Regions from separate parts of the Mus musculus genome. Here all the other regions are linked to region 3. A link is a contact called in public Hi-C and HiChIP or PLAC-seq data. All regions are on one chromosome and are shown on one strand. Each heading gives the region's core, a stretch centred on a gene start, on an enhancer-like site or on the middle of the called end of the contact. The rest is flanking DNA. Distances are from core to core; before and after follow the strand shown. Region 1 has its middle 12 kb from the start of Gm31600. Region 2 has its middle 6.3 kb from the start of Gm40918. Region 3 has its middle 14 kb from the start of Gm47754.

Evidence for each region. A called contact is a pair of places that touch in the nucleus more often than the background predicts. HiChIP or PLAC-seq counts read pairs in DNA pulled down with a chosen protein or histone mark.
Region 1: a contact with region 3 is called in an H3K4me3 HiChIP or PLAC-seq map of bone marrow-derived macrophages, with 3 times the contacts expected there. The contact joins two enhancer-like sites. A contact is called at or near these places in 12 of 39 promoter capture datasets (the 3T3-L1 cell line, 3T3-L1-derived adipocytes, the C10 cell line and 8 more), 2 of 484 Hi-C or Micro-C datasets (bone marrow-derived macrophages and nephron progenitors), 8 of 115 datasets of contacts at active chromatin or transcription factors (bone marrow-derived dendritic cells, bone marrow-derived macrophages, embryonic forebrain and 4 more) and 2 of 9 other capture datasets (liver and pancreatic islet).
Region 2: a contact with region 3 is called in a Hi-C map of bone marrow-derived macrophages, with 41 read pairs. The contact joins two enhancer-like sites. A contact is called at or near these places in 2 of 484 Hi-C or Micro-C datasets (bone marrow-derived macrophages and nephron progenitors) and 3 of 115 datasets of contacts at active chromatin or transcription factors (bone marrow-derived dendritic cells, bone marrow-derived macrophages and pancreatic cancer cells).

The regions. Positions count from the first base shown.
Region 1 is chr13:37,770,814-37,775,366 of GRCm38.p6, reverse strand. No RefSeq gene overlaps it. Among named protein-coding and RNA genes, the nearest start is that of Gm31600, 12 kb to the right of the region's middle. Within about 2 kb of position 2,461, at least 10 of the 459 cell types and tissues checked have an H3K27ac peak or open chromatin away from gene starts, as enhancers often do. A contact at or near this core is called in bone marrow-derived macrophages, where this site is marked.
Region 2 is chr13:37,738,764-37,743,397 of GRCm38.p6, reverse strand. No RefSeq gene overlaps it. Among named protein-coding and RNA genes, the nearest start is that of Gm40918, 6.3 kb to the right of the region's middle. Within about 2 kb of position 3,132, at least 27 of the 459 cell types and tissues checked have an H3K27ac peak or open chromatin away from gene starts, as enhancers often do. A contact at or near this core is called in bone marrow-derived macrophages, where this site is marked.
Region 3 is chr13:37,592,689-37,597,534 of GRCm38.p6, reverse strand. No RefSeq gene overlaps it. Among named protein-coding and RNA genes, the nearest start is that of Gm47754, 14 kb to the right of the region's middle. Within about 2 kb of position 2,199, at least 51 of the 459 cell types and tissues checked have an H3K27ac peak or open chromatin away from gene starts, as enhancers often do. A contact at or near this core is called in bone marrow-derived macrophages, where this site is marked.

The DNA.
Region 1 (4,553 bases), core at 1,212-3,711, 180 kb before region 3:
CCGAGGACCAGCTTACACTCAGGCATTCAGACTTGATAGCAGGCATCTTTGTTCCGTGAGATCTTTTCAGTCCCTCAAAGATGCCCTTTGCACACCAACCCTACCTAGTATCACAAGCCTTAGACTAGGATTGGGCCAAGTCACTTAACACCAGGCCTATCTTACATTTGTGTGTGTGTGTGTGTGTGTGTGTGTGTGTGTGTGTGTGTGTGTGTAGGCCACAGGTCTGAGGACCATGTTGCCCTTGCCTTTCACCTGTATATGGATTCTGGAGATTGAACTCAGGTCACCAGGCTTGAGTGCCAGTCACCTTCACCTATGAATCCCACCAGTCCCCAAAGGACAGCTTCTACTGAATGTCAACTGCTCCATTAAACCACTGTAAAAAAAAAAAAAAATGTAAGTAAAAATATTGTGAGTCCAAAATTTTCCCCAAAGAGTGTTAGAGACAAGTGTAAAAATGGTAGTGAATGAATAGGAGAGGAGAGGAGAAAGAGAGAGAGAGAGAGAGAGAGAGAGAGAGAGAGAGAGAGAGAGAGAGAGAACCTAAGAGCAAGTAGACCCTGTGGCACCAGTCTTTAAGGTCTTTAACTTCAGCTATTCAGGATGCTGAGGTAGGAGGATCTCAAACTCAGATCTTGTATCCAAAAAAAAAAAAGTAAAAAGAGGGCTGGTGTAGATAGCTCAGTGGTAGAGTACTTTCCTAGCATGAGCTAGGTGCTAGGTCTGATCCCTGGTACTGGAGAGAGGAGAGAAAGTAAACAGGGATGGAGAGATACACACCTTACAAAGAGAGATGAAATTACAAGTAGAAAAGAAAAATGCCCACCACTCGTTCCTTGCCAAACATTAGCAGCAAGGTTCTGTCTACTTGCAATGTTTTCACATGCAAGTAATATTTTATATTTTAATTATGAAATAGAAATTGTGTGTTTACATGCATTGGCTCATTTTGCTGGGCAGGGTCCTCTGTAAGGTAGATGGGACAATGATATGAAGCCCCAGATTACGGACCCCACCATTTATTTATGTAACAGGCATAGCTTGAGGACCTACCAGTCTCCAGAGGTGACACTGAATTTTATCACAGAGAGGACTCTTTAAAGGTTTGTCTTGTAGGAAAGATCTTGTCCAAAACAAAGAATTGCAGTTCAGTTAAGATAGTGAAGCTTAGAAAGGCCAATGAGCAACTTAAGGGTGCTATTGGGCTGGTTTTGTTTGCTTATTTATTTGCTTATTTATTTATCAAGGCAGGTTTGAGTGTGTGTGTGTGTGTGTGTGTGTGTGTGTGTGTGTGTGTAACCCTAGCTGTTCTGGACCTCAGTCTGTAGACCAGGCTAGCTTTGAACTCACAGATCTGATGGCCGCTCCCTCCTCAGTGCTGGGATCAAAGGCATGCACCATCATGGACAGGGTTTGGTTATTTGATTGCAAATGATACAATGTCTCCTGCAATAGATATGTTTTTAATCTTTGCAAATAACACCATGACATACAGTATAACCAGCCAGTTGTCTCTGCATCCATCAGTCAGTACCAAAAGAGGATTGGTCCAAGTCTTGTAGGCCAGGCTATCTTTAAACTATGCAGGGCAGGGTGATGTTGAAATTTGACTCCTGGTTTTCACTTCCAGGGATCTGGAGTGGAAACTCCCCCCCCCCTTTTTTTTTCCTTCAGAGCTAGAGATCAAACCCAGGGCAAGCACTTTGCCAGCAGGGCTCCCCCCCCAGCCCTTTGTTATGTACTTTCAGTCTGGGCTAGGTGTCTTGTAACAATGTAAATGCTATTTAAAAAGCTGTTACATAGTATTGTTTAGAAAACAAGGACTAGCAAAACAGTCTCTGCATATTAAGTACAGCTCTGTTAATTTGGGGATCCCCCCCTCAGGTGGTTGAATTTGTTGACAGGGAGCACAAGATATAGAAGATATAGAAGGTAGACTTTTAAAACAAAGTTAAATATAATATCAAACACATTGAATCTTAAAAAGGAAGTGGGCAGTGGGGTGCATGCCTTTAATCCCAGCACTTGGGAAGCAGAGGCAGGTGGATCTCTGTGAGTTCAAGCCCATCCTGGTCTACAGAGTAAGTTCCAAGACAGACAAGGCTACACAGAGAAACCCTGTCTCACAAAACAAACAAATAAACAAAACAAAAAGGCAGAAGGAAATTTCAAGGTTGTTTGGACTACCCTATTCATTCACTTTGCAGCCTTTGCATTGGCATACAGGGGAGAATTTGCTCAGTTAGGATGTAAAGTTAAATAGTGGTTATTTGAGATTAGCATCAAGATCTCCTGACCATGCTCTCTGTTCTCAGGGGCTGCCTTGGTAATAGGCCCTGAGGAACGACCCTCTGCAGTCTTGTTGCTACTGCTGTGTAGAGTGTGGGTCTATCTCAGTGACGGCAGGCGGGGATTGTTGAATTTGTGATAAAGTATTCCATGACTAAACATTTATTTAAGGAAATGTTCCTAAGAGGAACTGCAAGGGGATTTCAGCTCTGTGAGTTCCTTAAAACAGACACATGGCACCTTGCAACTGTATGTATGAACTGTAGTTCCAGAGAATCTGATGCCTATTTCTGGCCCCCATGGGCACATAGTGCCCATATATCCATGCAGACAAAAATACTGATACCCGTAAAGTAATAAAATAAATATAAAACAAAACAAAATCCACCACCACCACAAGAAACCCAGCTACTGTCCGTAAAAGTTGAAGGGAGAGCTCAGCTCAGCGGTGTTGGTGCACACCTTTAATCCCAGCACTCCAGAGGTAGAGATAGATGCAGAGGCAGGAGGATCCTCTGAGTTTGAGGCCAGCCTGCTCTACATAGCTAGTTCCAGGACAGTCAGAGCTACACAAAGAAACCCTGTCTTGAAAAACAAAACAAGGGCTGGAGAGATGGCTCAGCAGTTAAGAGCACTGACTGCACTTCCATAGGTCCTGAGTTCAAATCCCAGCAATCACATAGTGGCTCACAACCATCTGTAATGAGATCTGACTCCTTCTGGTGCATCTGAAGACCACTAAAATGTACTTAGATACAGTAATAAATAAATCTTTAAAAATAAAAAGAAACTGAATTTTAGTTTGTTCATCTGTCAATGTGATTAATAAATTCTAAAAAAGAAAAGAAAAACACAACCAACTCACAAGCAAAACAACAACAATGTTTAGGATAGAAGTTGAACAAGGTGATACATGTCTGTAATCCTGGCACTCAGGAGGCAGAGGCAAGAGGGGAGCTACAAGTTCCAGGCTAGCCTAATTTATTATACATTGAGTTACAGGATAGCCTGAACTACAAAATGAGTTGTCTCAAAAGAGGGGGAAGAGAATGAAGTATGGGAGATGGCTCAGTTAGTGAAGTGCTTGCCATGAGTTTGGACAACCAGCACACGGGTTCAGGCCAGGCAATACTCGGGGCGCAGAGACAGACAGATCTCTATGAGTTCAAGGCCAGATAGGGCTACACAGTAAGACCCTGCCTCAAAATCAAAACAAATAAAATTGAGTGTAGTAGGTCTGAATCTGTAACTCCAACGCTGAGGGGAGGTGTGGAGAAAGGTGTATTCCTGAAGCTTATTGTCCAGATGGTTAGTGAGGGATCCTGTCTCAGAGTGTAACTAGTGGAGAGAGACTAAAGGGGAGAGCCAGTATTAACTGCTGGTCTCCGTATGCGCATGTATGCACACATGCCTGTTTATTCATGTGCACAACACCCACTCATACACACAACCACAACATATAGCCTATACCTACTTTTAGGAAGAAAAAGGGAAGAGAAGGCACATCTGATATTTTTAAAAATACATTTAGGGAATACTGATTATACTTTAGAGAGCATTAAGGAATTATTGTTGCTGATTTAAATATTGGTAAGTTTGTGATTATATTTAAAATATAGTTCTCATTTCTTAAACAGTAAAATATTTGCACTGAAATCCTGTGCTATCTGTTACTAAAATAATCTAATTTTGGGGTTTTGGGTGAGTTAGAGAGTGAATATAAATGATATGTATATAGTTGTGGCTATCCTAGAACTTGCTATGAGGACCAGGCTGACCTTGAACTTGAGGAAGTCAAGATGTTTATCCATGGAGTGCTGGAAATAAAGGTGTGTGTCATTACATCTAGACTTTATTTTGTATTTTAAAAGTCACCTTTTGGCCAGGCAGTGGAGGCACACGCCTTTAATCCTAGCACTTGGGAGGCAGAAGCAGGTGGATTTTTGAGTTCGAGGCCAGCCTGGTCTACAGAGTGAGTTCCAGGACAGCCAGGGCTACAGCGAAACCCTGTCTCGAAAAACCAAATTAAAAAAAAAAAAAAAAAAAAAGACCCAAAAAGTCACCTTTTTAAAAATTTCTCTAAAATTTCCCAAAATAAAATGAACATATATATTTTTTCATATATACATGGAAGGATATATATATGTATATATATGAATATGAATGAAGGAAAAATGTCAGAAAGGAACATGTTTGTTTTTTTAAGGAAGGTTTGTAATATTCAGGAATATTCAGAGTGTGTCACCATGGAATCTCTATTA
Region 2 (4,634 bases), core at 1,883-4,382, 140 kb before region 3:
TCTGGGGGAGGATGTTAAAGGCAATTTGAGGCTAGCCTCCTGGGGTGTGTTGACTTGGTTAACTTGCAACATAATCTAAGCACAACCCCAAAGGGAACTGGATGAATGTTAGGAGTTACAGCTATTGATTTATTGTTTAGGATAAATTGTTACCAATTTATTTTGTCACTTTGGATTATGCTTATCAGATAGTGCATCACTCTTTGTATTCCAGGAGGATTTATTACAAGACCCAACCTCCCAACCCCCTCCCCACAGTACTAAAATCTATGAATATTCAGTCAAGTCCATAGAGCTTATATACTAATGTGGCATAGTCTCTGCATATAATCTATGTATATCTTTCCATTTCCTTTAGATACTTTATAGATGACTTAAACTACCTAGTAAATGCAAGGGCTATATAAATCTTTGTTGCATGGTACTATTTAAGGAAGAATGAAAAGAGTCCACATGTGTTTGCTCCAGGTGTGTGTGCCTCTCACCTCCCCCCAGATACTTTCCATCTTTGGTTGATCGGATCTTTGGGTGTGGAAGCTTTAGATAAGCAGGGCCTACGGAATTGTTTTCAGGGCTCCGCACAGTAGTGCATGCCTACAATCCTAGCAGTTGGTAACTAGATGCAGGAGGATAAGATTTCAAAGTGGTCCTAGGGTCTAGGAGCTAGGCTATATAATAGGCTAGGCTGAGACACAGGAGTCTCTGTCTCAAAAAACTGAAAAAAAAAAAAAAAACAGAACAAAATATGAAACAACAAATAAGAAGCAAAGCCGATTTTCTTCTGGATTCTCATCAGTGTGTGATTCTTAGTTCCATAAACATATAACTCATATCTATAAACCTCCTTAATTACTCAGATCTCTGGCTTTAATTACTTAGTTCCCATATCTTCTTGACTTCTCTGTAAACATAAAAGTAGATTTCCTGTTGTATTGCCCAACTACTTTTTCGTGCTGCTTCCTTTTCCTTCCCTTCCCTCAACCCCTTTCACCCCAGGAATGGAGCAGAAGTCAGCTCTAAGTTTGCTGGTGAGGTACACGCTACCAGTGAGCTATCCCTCAGCCAGGAGTGTTTCTGGTCTTACTTGGACTTTGGGATTGTATACTATCGTTCATTGTGGATGTTGTCAGTTTGTAGACACATTGCTTCCCTTAGTCGGGTCTTACTCTGTTTCCAGAACTTCCTGTTGTTCCCCAAATAGGTGAAAACCTGCCACGAGGGGACCTGGAGGTGGAAACACCTGGATCAGCCTTGCCACTGAGCGAGCTAACATGGTGGCAGCATTAGCTTTAGCAGGAGACTCGTTTCTGATCGGAGAAATCTGTCACTGTTTGTGCTACGCCAAAAGGGACTTCTTTTTGGCTCCAGAAAGTTGCATTTTACTGATGGAACAGTTTCAGTGCCACCATGGACACAGGTGCATGCAAGTTTGAACTTGTGGAAACAAAATGATTTCCTTACTTTGTTAAGGAAAGTTTTTGCTTAAAAAAAAAAAAAATCATGAGTATGCCTTACTTAGATGGTGGAGAAAAACCTTCAAAATTAGACTTGAGTCACAGCAGGAAGTCACTTATGGGAGGCATGTATGAAGCACAATATACTGTTAGGTTGACTTTGTGAGTCTTAAGTTTTCCCTCCTCTCAACCCCTCCTTCTTTATTGAGACGGAGTGTCTACATGTAACCCTAGAAATTACTATGTAGACCAGGCTGGCCTTGAACTCACAGAGATCTGCCTATCTCCTGGGCTCAAAGGCATGCACGCCCAGCCCCACTCCCCCTTCAAAGGATGGAGTCTTGCTATGCAGAGCAAATGCTAGGATGACAGGTATGTGCCACCACACCTCTTGAGCCTCTTTTCTTTCTTGTCCCTTCTTGAGATAAGATCTCCTTATACAGCTCTAGCTAGCCTAGAATGGACCAAGCTGGCCTTGAATTCAGAGATATCCATCTGCCTCTGCCTTGCTAGTGCTGGAATTAAGGGCACACCCCACCACACCCTTTCACATCTTTAGCCTCCGAATTTGATACAGGTGACTGCCAGATGCCTGGATCCTGAATGAGGCAGCCATATCCTATGGAGCATCTGCACTCAGAATTACACACGACACATCTCCTGCCCCCCCCCCCCCAAAACCGGTACAGCTCTGTTCCCTCAGCATCTACTCTAGCTTCTTGTTCTGTGGAAAACCAGTCTTTCAAGACAATGGATTGTGGGTCAGCAGTGACTTTCCTGCAGAGCTATTTATATTTTCCTGGGAGATTCCTGGTAGTATTGCCAGTGTCTTCATCTAAATTAATATATTTTTTCTACTGCAGGGAATTTGAGGTATGTGGTGTGATAAGCCATGCAGATAATTTTTCGTGGGAGAAGGGTCCTTTCCAGCACCCCCTCTCTGTGCAAGAGACCGCACAGTTTATAAACTACCCTGTGTAGTTGCTCGGTGTCTGCTTCCTGGTCTATAAATAAATAGAGATGATGGTTTTATAATCACTTCCTGCTCTTACATTTCTGACTCCGTAAAAGAAATGATTTCTCAGAACTAGTGAGAGAGAGAGGTCACCTCCTTCATTTTTCTAGACTCTCAGGGATCACTGATTCTTATAATTTCCATTGAACATTCACACACTCAGGCACACTGCACACGATAGCTGAAAGGCGGAAGCAACCCCAGAGTATTAAAGGATAGATGGAGAAAGAGGTATGAGAAGTATAGCCCGGGAGTGTTCCTGGATCTAAAAGGAAGTCAGACAAAGTACAACATGCCTGAAAACTAAAGTCTATGTTAAAAACAGTAAGCCACTCCCATGTTCATATATACATAACATGCAAACACACAAATATACACACATGTATACATGCACCTCACACACATATATACACACAAACATATATACATACATACGTGTGCTGGTTAGTTAGCTTGTTTTTTGTCACATCTTGACACAAGCCAGAATCACCTAAAAAGAGGGAATGCCAATGCCAGGGGAAGCAAGAGGGAATTGCTTCCATTAGGTTTGCCCGTGGGGCATTTTCTTGATGAATTATTGACTCAGGAGGGCCCAGCCCACTGTGGGTGGTGCTACCCCTGGCAAGTGATCCTGAGTTTTATCAAATAGCAGAATAAGCCTCAGAAAACTAGCCAGTAGGCAGCGTTTCTCCAAGTCCACTGTCTCAGCATCGCCCTCCAGGTTCCGGCATGAGTCTCTGCCCTGTCTTCACTTCATGCTGGACTGTGACTGGCATGGGTGAGCTGAATAAGTCCTTTCCTCTCCAAGATGCTTTTAGTCATGGTATTATCACTGCAGTAGAAAGCAAACTAAAACACAACATGACACACACACACACACACACACACACACACACACATCCCTACATGAATCTACTAATCGCTACCTAGAAGAGACCAATGTGAAGAAACAGACCAGTGTTGTCAGCCTTAGAGAGAAAGAGAAATGAGGAATGTTGTCTTTGGTTGTTAGAGTTTCTATTGTTACTAGACCAGGCTGGCCTTGCAAGTGCTGGAATTAAAGGCACACCCCACCACACCCTTTCATATCTTTAGCTTCCCCTCACTTCAGATCTGATTATTTGAAAGTATGTAACACACACACACACACACACACACACACACACACACACACACACACATATATATATATATATATGTTTTTTGAGACAGGGTTTCTCTGTATAGCCCTGGCTGCCCTGGAACTTACTTTGTAGACCAGGCTGGCCTCGAACTCAGAAATCCGCCTGCCTCTGCCTCTGCCTCCCGAGTGCTGGGATTAAAGGCGTGCACCACCACCGCCCAGTGTAACTTATTGATATTAAGAACAATGTTGTTACAAAACCGTCAACTGTCCCCAGAGCTCTTCCATTTCCTGATCTGGAACCCAAGCACTCTCATGCCCATCTCTTCCAGTCCTGGTGTGTATGTGTGTGTGTGTGTGTCTGTCCACAAACGTGCTACAGTGCTTGTGTGGAGGTCAGAGAACAGCCTGTGGGAATGGATTCTTTCCTTCCTCCAAGCGGGTCCTGACGAGAACTCACTTCATTAGGCTTAGCAGCAAGCACTTTGCCCACTGAGCTGTCTCATCAGTCCATCACATCTGTAAAGTGACCCAGTCCAGACACCTTAAATAAGTAGAATCACTAATATCATTGTGAATGTGTGGTGGTTTGAATGTGGTTGGCCCAGATAGCAGCATCATTAGGAGATGTTGCCTTGGTGGAGGAAATGTGTCACTGTGGGTGTGGGCTTTAAGGCACTCATCCTAGCTACCTGGAAGCCAGTCTTCTTTTTGTCTTCAAAACAAGATGAACTCTCAGCTCCTCCTGCTCCATGCTTGCCTAGGTGCTGCCATGTTTCAGCTTTGATGATAATGGACTGACCCTCTGAGCCTGTAACCCAGCCCCAAGTAAATGTTTTCCTTAATAAGAGTGGCTTTGCTCATGGTGTCTCTTCACAGCAGCAAAACCCTAAGAGGTTAATTCATTAACCGAGTACAGCATCTTCAGGGACTAGCCATGTTACAGCATGTACCAGATTCCTCTTAAAGGCTGCAGAATAGTCCATTGTGTATACCCTATTTTGTTTATTCCTTCAACTTAGTACATATTTGGGTTAGTTTA
Region 3 (4,846 bases), core at 950-3,449:
AGTGTATGTTAATGCTGACGGGCTTTCATGTGAGAAATGGTATATTTTTATGGAATGATTTAAAGAGAAGGAAAGGGCATCACAAATTCATGATTCATAGGAATGTCTATACAGCTTTCTAGGACGAAGCCAGCGACGACAGGTCTTCAGGAAAGCGAACGTTGAAGGAGCAGGCAAGAACGGTGTTCTTTAAGGGAATCTTCCAGCTGTCCTGTGATAGCTAGATTGTTGCCTTCCATCATGACCCACTTCTATGCACATGAGGAATGCTTTACCCAAACTGAGATGCACTGTTATTCTAACAAGCTTGCAAGAGTCCAGAGACTTAGCACAAAAATGATGTGGCGATCTGGAGAAATGGCTCAGCAGTTAATAGCACTGTACTGTTCTTGGATAGACCAAGGTTTAGTTCTCAAAACTACGACAGGCAGCTCACAACCGCGTATATCTCAAGCTCCAGGGGAGCTGATGCCTTCTTCTGGACTTTACAATCACTGGTACTCATGCTCACAGCTCCACACATAGACACAGACACAGATGCAAACAAAACATGCATACACACACACACACACACACACACAGAGAGAGAGAGAGAGAGAGAGAGAGAGAATCTAATAATAAATCTATTTTAAAAAAAGAAACTGGAAACTGCTCACTAATAACTTTTAAACATTCACTGTATGTTCAAATGACGATGTTTATGTTATGTTGGGTAAATAAAATATGTTTCTAAAATTGATTTCATCTGTTACTTTTTACTTTTAATGTGGCTACCAGCAAATTTAAAATCACAAGCATATGTGACTCGTACAGTTAGCCTTCTAACCTGTGGGCATCGAGAGATTCCACCACCTACTGATAAAAAAGATGCAGGGAAACAAAGTTGTCTGTTCGGAACACACCCAGACTTTTTGTGTGTGTCTTTATTCCCTCAACACAACAGGGCAGCAATTGTCTTTACATCACGTTCACTATCAAAAGGCATATTGGGATGATTTGAAGTTTAGAGGAGGCTGTATATATCTTATATGCAAATACCACTTCGTTTTATACTGTAAAACGTGGCCATAAGAGTTAGTTCATAGAAACAATTCCTTTCAGGTGTGAAGGCTGGCTGTGTTGGCTTTCCATTGGGCTAAACTGAATATGGGCATACAGTCCCATCAGCTTCTTGTGGAAAATTAAAATACACCAACTTTTTACATATTCAATGTGAACACGGCTACTCTAGCTGAGGACATTTTAAATGGTTTCTCAGTTTATAGATTTTTGGGTTTTTGTGGTTGATGTTATTGTTTGATTGTTTTTCTTGTAGTTTGGTTGTTTTTTTGGAAATGCTAGAATTTCTTTTGTCTCAGCAGGTGCCTATTTTATTTTATTTTATTTTATTTTATTTTATTTTATGGCCAAGATCTCGCTATGTAGCCCGAGTTGGCCAAAACCTCATAATCTTCCCACCTCAGCCCTCCAGGTCCTGGCTGCAAATTGTCCCCACCATGCCAGCCTCTAAAAGCAGAAGTTTAACTGGGACCCATCTGCATGGGAACTGAAGAGGGAGGCTGTAGGGTTGTAGGTCAGATATCTCTAGAGAAGAAAGATCCTGTCTTAACTCCCTTCTGCCACTTAAAGGACGAGCAGAGAAAAAGAGAAAAACCTTCTGTAAAGTGCAATGTCCTGAGACTGGTCTCTAAGGTCTGAGAAACCAAGTGCAAATGAATGTATTTTAATCCAGATTTCATTTTCTGAAAACTATGGCCCCTAAGATCCTAAGGGTCAGGAGCTCATGGAAGTTTAGAAAGGATGCTTAGAAAAGCTGTCCATGGGCCCCAAAGGCCGCTATGTCTCTGCACAGGCTGAACTGGAACTCAAAGGACAGCCTAACCTTTCCAGGAGCCCAAAGTGAGAGAGTCTTTGCTCCCTATGCAAGGGTAAGGCACTTAGTGACCAGGATACGGTGCACAGGTTGGAAGGATCCCTAAGCTCTGAGAGAGGGTACCTCCTACAGGGAAACAGCTCCGTCCCCCGTGGTTCGTTTTGCTAGACAGCAAATTATTTAAGCACATTCAACAGTCTTTGTGATCCGCTGTGACATCTGCCACAAGGAGACTCTAAAACTGAGGAAGTCAGCAGTTGGGACGGAAACTGCGGGTCAAGCTTTAACTCTGTGTGACATTCTTTCAGGGACTTTCTTCCCAGAAGAGCTTGAGTTAGGATCCTCCCCGGGGCTTCCCTCTGGTAAGGGTGTTAAGTCAAACTGCTGCTCTGCCTCTGCTGTAACTGTGGTCATCCAAAGGTAACTCACCCTACTTCTTTTGTTGTTTATAACATTTCACAGGGAGAGTTCTCAGCCCCGTTTCTCTCAGTTCTGACACCACAGTGCAACCCCCAAGCCCTGCTTTATTGTGGATCTTGTTTATTATACTTCAATAATAATGATGATGAAAATTTAGGCAAATTAGCCACTACTTTTTAATTAAATTTTTATTAGTGCTTTGAGATTTTTGAGTTTCATAACAATGTGTTTTGATCATAGTCATTCCCCTGTCCCACCGTCCTTTGCTATCTACTCAGTTTTGTGTCCTTAAAAAAAAAGGACAAGCCATAAGGACCAATTTGTGCTGCCCGAGATATTCTTGAAATATGATCTTCCACTGGGGTGTGGCTGACTTACCAAGATCTATGCTCTTAGAGACAACCATCTCTCCTCCTCCCAGTGGATAACAATTACCAGTGGCTTCGTGGCTTGGGGTGGGTTGGATGCCCAGTTCCCATCTCTGTACTAGGATTTGGTCTGGCTTGGGCTTGCATGGGTTTTGTGTGTACAGTCACAACCAGCACTGTGAGTGCATTTGTGCAGCTGTCTGCTGTGTCCAGAAGGTTCTTAACACACACGTACACACACACACACACACACACACACACACACACACTCATATATTTCCTTTACAACTAAACATTCTGCACTTTCATATTCTGTGCACTCTAGTTAGGTGTGAGTCATTGTATTAATTATCATCTATTGCAAATAGAAGTTTCTCAGATGAGGGTTGATCTATGGGATAAGTCAATGGGATTCAATTTAGTACTGTGCCCACTTAGCAGCATGATTGCAGTAGTTCTCCCTTAGGGCCTATGACCCGTCTAAGCACCATTCTTGGCCTAATAATGGTGTCAGGTAAGGGCTTCATCTTGTGGAGTGGGACTCAAATCCAACCAGGAAGTAGTTGTTTACTCCAGTGGTGTGTGTGCCACAACTCCGCCAGCAGTCATGTCTCGCTGGGCCAATCGTTAATGCAGTTGCCACTTATCTTGGGCAGAGCAGCACGGAGAGTGTTGGGTTATTGTGTGGGAGAAGAGGAGACATGATAGAGGTTTTTTTGTTCATTTGTTTCGGGAAAGATTTTATACTAAAGCGCAGAGACTTTAGATAAATGAAGGTAGTAAGACTGTTGCTGTTATGATCTTGAATGCCTCGCGGCTTCAGAAGGATGACACCAGGCCAAACAGTTCTACATGAGGTTTATTGGGAGAAAGAGGGGCAAGGTGGTGGCGGAAAGAGAAGGGGGGAGAGGGGGGGGGGGAGAAAGAGAGAGAGAGAGAGAAAAAGAGAGAGAGCGAGCAATCGGGGGCCTTTCTTTATATATGAGTGATGATGTAACACAGGTAAAGGTGGGAGGTGAGCCAAGTGGATTCTGGGAATATGGTGGCTGTTGTCTTGGCATCAGGCCTGCAGGCCCTGATTACGTGACATCACTGGTTTTGGAGGTCCTGATACCAACGGTTACACTCCTTTATGTTGTGATAGGTTTTTGTTGTTGTTGTTTTTTTAAATAATAAGTTGGTAAACAACAGAATTTAAGGCAACGAAGACAAAGACATCCAAGGGCAAAGTATCAGAAGATTCGATCATGGTGATGGCTTATTCCTCATAGATGGCTGTTTCTATGTGTTCTTAATCGGGGAGAGACAGACAGGCTCCTCAATTCTATTTATTTATTGTTTATGAATTTTGAGGGGCTTTAAAAGAGAAAATAAACACAAACAGAGCCTCTTGTAGTCCAGGCTGACTTCAACCTTACCCGATGGCCAAAGACAATCTTTAACTTCTGGTCCTTCAGCCTCTATCTCCTAGTGCTGGGATTACATGTTTACATCATTATATCCTGTGGTGTGTGTGTGTGTGTGTGTGTGTCCCCATCCTTTGAGACAGAATGTAGCCCAGCTGCCATCTAACACTTGATCTTGTTGCCTTCATTTCCTATGTGCTGGGGTCATAGGTATTTGCTACCATGTCTTTCAGACTCCTATTTAAAACTTAAAAATGAAATTATGTATGTGTGCACACACACACATGCACATACGTTTTGGCATTCTCAGAGGCTGAATCCAGGGTTACCCTCAAGCTGGACATGTGTGTTACCTGGCCCTTTAATTTTTTTTCTAAGATTATTATTGGTCCGCAGACGTTCAAGGGCCCTGTGATCCTACTGGATCTAGTTATGGCTGCAGGCGCCTCCTTTGCTGCTGAATATTTGGGTGCTCAGCTGTGCTAGGAAGTCCTTGATTCTTCCACTAGCTGTCACTGATAACGGACCAGAATCAGACCTTGCCAATTCATCCCCTTGAAAATTCTCTTTATAGTTCAGGCAGTAGAGTCAGGTTGTTAGGCCAAGGATCACTCTTAAGTTATATTCTTTAAGCGAGTTTTTCAGTCTTCCTAAGTCTTGTTCTAAACAGACACACACTCACAATCCAGAGCTGCGTGAGGATTAAAGAGAGATTATTCCACACAACTCCCTTAGCCTGGGGCTGGGCATTCTATAAATCATGGCTAAATTTATCTTTT